Regions from separate parts of the Hordeum vulgare genome. Here region 2 is linked to region 1. The links are chromatin contacts, called in public Hi-C maps. All regions are on one chromosome and are shown on one strand. Each heading gives the region's core, a stretch centred on a gene start, on an enhancer-like site or on the middle of the called end of the contact. The rest is flanking DNA. Distances are from core to core; before and after follow the strand shown. Region 1 overlaps LOC123444072 (homeobox-DDT domain protein RLT2-like). Region 2 holds the start of LOC123444073 (protein DEHYDRATION-INDUCED 19 homolog 3-like).

What was found. A called contact is a pair of places that touch in the nucleus more often than the background predicts.
Region 2: a contact with region 1 is called in a Hi-C map of leaf, with 3 times the contacts expected there. The contact joins the promoter of LOC123444073 here to the enhancer-like site in region 1. A contact is called at or near these places in 4 of 6 Hi-C or Micro-C datasets (leaf and seedling) and 1 of 1 datasets of contacts at active chromatin or transcription factors (embryo).

The regions. Positions count from the first base shown.
Region 1 is chr3H:423,676,794-423,679,493 of MorexV3_pseudomolecules_assembly, forward strand. LOC123444072 (homeobox-DDT domain protein RLT2-like) reads left to right here. Exons shown (of 18, transcript XM_045120680.1): 18 at 1-1,075. The coding sequence ends at 740. Among protein-coding and RNA genes, the nearest start is that of LOC123444072, 22 kb to the left of the region's middle. Within about 2 kb of position 1,303, at least 2 of the 3 cell types and tissues checked have open chromatin away from gene starts, as enhancers often do. A contact at or near this core is called in leaf, where this site is marked.
Region 2 is chr3H:424,220,405-424,223,104 of MorexV3_pseudomolecules_assembly, forward strand. It overlaps LOC123444073 (protein DEHYDRATION-INDUCED 19 homolog 3-like), which reads left to right and starts at 1,291. Exons shown (of 5, transcript XM_045120682.1): 1 at 1,291-1,775; 2 at 1,881-2,086. The coding sequence starts at 1,700.

The DNA.
Region 1 (2,700 bases), core at 53-2,552:
GCCGCAGGGGTCGTGGAAGAGGAAGTAGAGGAGGTAGCAGGGGAGGAAGAGGTCGAAGTCGAGGTGGAAGGATCCCAAGAGGTATTAGCAGCTCATCTAGGATTGAATATATATATGAGGACGCTGCATATGAGAAAGCCCCAAGAAAGAATGCACGTCGAGGACGTGGCCGTGGCCGTGGCCGTAGGCGCGGACGTCGAACAGTTAGGCCTCGGCAGCCATCATCTGAGGGCAGAGGCAGATCGATTCCAAAGGCTAATCTGTTGGGAAGCTTCAGCATGCTTAGCAATGTGAAGCCTTCTGCTGTTGAGGAGTCTCCACGAAGCTCAGGTGCAGAAGAGTGGGGCTTGGAGAGCAGAAGACCGTACATCCAAGGTGAAGGTGACGAGAACAGCTCTGGATCCGAATCAGATCAATCAGAAGACAATGAGGAAAATGGCCAGCCCATGGACGAAGAGTATGAGGAAGAGCAGGTTCCAGATTATTCGAGAGCCTATTCTGGTGGGCCAAGACCCCATGCACATGGCATGATGGATGATGAGACCGAGGATGATGATGAAGATGCTGAAGGGGACGGAGAGGGCGACGAGGAAGAATATGACGTGAACCAGGCTTCCGCTGATGTTGATGATGAGATGGACGAGGATGATGATATAGGTGACGATGGGGACGATGGAGTTGAGGTGAATGCAGATGAAGATGAAGGCGCAACCTCATACTCGTCAGACTACAGTGAATAAGAGCTCCTGTCTCCGGTGAACATTTTATGCAGGTAGTGAGTGATACTGGCGGACAATAATAAGACTCTGCCCCTTTTGGGGGCAAAGTGTGCTAGATGTGGAACGGAGAAGCTGTTGCTCGGTGGGTTGGTATATGTAGTAGTACAGCAGGCAGGTTTGTATTGTTTGTCCGGTGGCACACATGATGGCTGCCTCGACAATCGGCCAGTGTAAAAAGCGTGTGCCTTGTTAGTTTACTAATTCGTTGGAGCAATGCGATTCCCTATGTGTAAGTACAATGTGCCCAAGGCAGAGTATAATTTTATGGGCAGAGTCGCCTCTGTTCTGTTGCATAATACTATTTCTTCTGTTGGGTGCTGAACCTGGATTTTGTTGTCCATTTTCGTAGTGTGTTAATTAGCGCGGCTGGTCTCCGATCCGGATAACTTGGCACAAGTGGCTTTCGGAACTTCGATATTAAAAAATGTTTGTATTTTTTGCTCTCCCCAGGCAGGTGTAGCGGGTAGAGTGTGGTCCAGTGTTTGACATTTGGAGCATCTCTATCATTGACGCGGTTGGGCAATAAACTTATGGTACCGGGAAAGCCATAATCGATTGCTAACGACTATGTAGTCTCTCGCAGGTCAGGATTGACATGCCTGGCTCCTCCCATGATTGAGCATGTGTTAGCGTTAACAATGTCTAGTGTAGGCCTGGTTCATGATTAGTTTTGCACGATCGATACCGACCTCATCGTTTCTCTTGTCAGTTGTCACACTTAACACCTCTCCGTTTCTCTTGTCGCACCTAACACCTCCAGGCAAAACAAGAAAGATACACGTCAATAGAAAAAAAAGATACACGTCACGCAATCAAGCCTCCTGCCCCCCCCCCCCCCCCCCCCCCCCCCCCCCCCCCCCCCAAACTCACCCCACACACACACACAAATGAAACGCTGGAATTAAAAGCGCCAGAAACAAAGATGGCACTTAGAACCGGACAACGCATCCGTGTCTGACGGATGCAGGAAGTGGCAATGCGAAAGTATCTATATACATTTTAAATCAGGTTTCATCTAACCCGACGAATTTAATCTAACACGATGAAATTCATCAAAGTTTGGATAAAGATAGCATAAATCATCTATAAATAGCATGCAAATATGTCAAGTACAATAATGGTTCAAATTCGACTGGTTGTTCAACAAGTTTTTCATGGATAGATCAAATTCAACGAAACTAATTCCAGTTCGAGGATTCTGGCATATGTTGTCCCACATACTATTCCTTGAGCTTCATCTAACAATGCATTTGTGTGACTGGTCCAATGACCTGTAGTACATCACAGCAGCACGTGCATGCTACACAACATGTAGACCAACGATGAGCGAGTGAATGAATTAATCAATATGTAGAACAAGAAGAAGCAAAACTTACGATCTTCATGGTTGTCGTGCGCAGTGATCACATTGCCTCCACGCAATCAACCGGGCCACAATACTTTGTGATGAAGTTTTGAATGATGTACCATCGATACGCTAATGACTTCATATTGCGTTCATGGATGATGTGCATGGGGCGCAATGTGCTTCCGGCACATGAAACGAACCACACACGCCTTGCCAAAAGAGCCCCTTTCTGCTCCTGCCTATGAAGTCTGTAGATACGATCTGTAGATACGACCAACCACGTATCGCACAACAAATCATCCTTCATGGTCAAGTACTCGACCATCCTTCTTACTTTAAAAATAGACATGAAGTTCGAAAATAAGCTTAATGACATTTGAACGAACACCTGCCGGGCCCGACATGGACACCGTCGACAGGGGGCGGAGGGTACCTGGTTGTGGACGGATCCTGGGTGGACAACAGTGTAGTACAAGGCGAGTGGGTGCATGGGTGTTGGATGCGGGCATCCGACAATGCATGGATGGCGGCCGGGAAGGTAGAATGGCGGCGACGGAGGAAGAGGGAGCAGAT
Region 2 (2,700 bases), core at 41-2,540, 540 kb after region 1:
CGAAGCGAACGCATTTTAGGAATGGGTCCGCGCTTTGGGCCACAACTTTTATCCGCGCAGACTCGAACGGACGACCACAAACGAAATGGATCACCTCATTAGAGTTGCTCTTATATTTAGGAATGGAAGAAGTACTTGTTTATGGGAACCGTTTTCATCCGGTGCGTCGGCCGAATCGTTCGGCCGGTCGCGTGCGGGCTGCGCGCTCGCTCGCAGATGCTCGCTACTTTTTTCGTTAAATTTGCAGCAACCGTATGTTTTTTTAATACAAACGTTTTTTCATGCAGCTTTTTTTCGCATGTAAATTTATTGCAACCAGCGTCATATTTGCTGCATATACGTTTGGTTACAACTCGAGTTCTTCAAATTTTTCTTACAATCGATGTTTTTTACTTTTGCTACAACCGTGTTAATTTTTGCTACAACCGACATCATGTTTTGCTGTAACCGTTCACTAAAAAAGTTGCATACACGTCACGTAAATATTTTGCTACAACCGGCGTTTAACTTTTGCTACCACGCACCATCAGCTTCGTTTTTTTTTGCTACGATCACGTAGATATTTTTTTTGCTACAAATTTTGTTTTTTGTTGCAACCGTTGAAAAAATTGTTGCATCGCATCGAAATTTTGCTGCATGGGAAAAAAAATGTTGCATGCGGATCCAACGGTGCAGACAACCCGGGGTTGGTGGATCCTGCGGTTCGCGCGCGGCCGGCCGAAAGTTTGGGCCGGCGCGCCGGCGCAGATCAGTCCCCTTTGTTTATTTATTTTATAGGAAACAAAAGAAAAGGTGCATGTATTAAAAGCTCCGGCCTGCTGACAACAGTGCTTTCCATTCTTATCCTAGAGAGAAACGGTGCGCATTCCGCGTGACGGCGATTGACGCCAGCGACGAGCGCACGGCACCACAAATTCCTCCTCGTTTCCCCGCCCGCGCTCGGCCGGCCCCGCGTCCCCATCCTCCCTCCCTTCGCCAGCCCCCGGCCGCGTTCACCAGAAAAAAATACTAAAAAACAAACCCTCCCCCGCGGCTCCACCCTCCGCAACCAACCACGCAACGCGACACCTCTCCCTCCCCCTTCATCTCTTTTTACCCCGTGACGAACGAGCGAGCCCACCAGAACCCACCACCGCGACGCGGTTTCCCTCCCTCCCTCCCGCAGTTAACGTCGCGCACTCACCGCGGCCCAACCCACCACCGCCGGCCGGGACCCGGACGCCCCGTGCGCCCACTCGTCATCGCCCTACCACCATTCCGACCCCGACGCCACGGGGTAGCTGTCGGCCCGGCCGCTGCTGCTGACCGACCGGTACTACGCGACTCTGCTCTGCTACCCTGCACGAAAAGGCCCCGATTTCTCACCCATTTCCTCTCCTCCCCTCATAAGAAGAAGCTTCCTCGTCGCCTCCTCCTCCTCCTCCTCCTCCTCCGTCAACCGAAAAATCCATCCCCCTTTGAGGTCCTGGGTCACTGCCGCGCTAAGCAACACGGCCAACCGCAGCGCGAATCCCCCGAAGAAAAAGGCTTCGTTTCGGGAACCGCCGCCCGTCGTTGGTCTCTCGCTGTCGGAGTTCGGCGGCGGAGGGAGACGGAGCGACGGGTCTAGGTGGTGTAGCTGAGGAGGTGAGGACCGGCGGAAGCGGCTGGCTGAGTAAGCGGACCAAGAGGAGTTCCGGAAGAGGAATCCATTCCAATCATGGACTCGGAGCACTGGATCTCGCGCCTCGCCGCCGCCAAGCGCTTCTACGCCGCGCAGCTCGGCCACATCGACGGTGCGTGCGCCCTTCTCGTCTCACCTTGCCTCTTCGCCCTCCCCCCCTTCACTGGATTTACTTACTTAGCTTCATGTTACTGATTTCATGTTGGACTGGATGCAGATATGGCGGGGATGGGGATGGGGATGGGGATGGAGGAGGTGGACATGGACATGGAGGACGACGGGGAGATGGACATGGAGATGGAGATGCAGCTGGAGGAGGCAAGATGGCCGGAGGTCGCCTGCCCCTACTGCTACGAGGACTACGACCTCGGCTCCCTCTGCGTCCACCTCGAGGAGGACCACCCCTACGAGCCACACCCCGCGGTCAGTCAATCGCCACCGTGCCCGACCCTCATAGTTTCATCTTTGATGTGATGCACACAGCTCGTCTCATGATCCTTCTCCGATTAGAGCTGTACAAAATGCTCTGGCTTGAGGGTTGACCCAGCGGATTAACTCAGGATGTTAGCTCCTTTTACCTATTTTGATTGATTGATCGCAAGCTCGCTATGTTTTTACCCAAATCTCCTATGCTCTACTGATGAATGAGTGCTAACATGACCCAAGATGTAGGGTCACGTATTCATCTGTCCATTGTCAGTACGAAAGGTTGTATCTTGACACAGAAATCAAGAGGCTCACTCGCTTGCGTCAGATTGTAATTTAGCTAGCCTAAGGTTTCGGGTCAATTGCTAACTTCCATGGTCTGAAATTTCTTGTGTTCTCTACTTGAACTTGAAGGTCTACTCTTAGATACAGGGTCGATATCTGAACTTGAACTTGAAGGTCTACTCTTAGATACTGGAACTTGAACTTGTCATTGTCAAGGCGACCCCCTTGGTATTTGCTTGTCATTGTAGTACTTGAGCTATGCTCAGTGGGCATACAAGTATTCCCAAATATCAGGAGTTAAGACACAAGAGTAGTAATCCACCTAT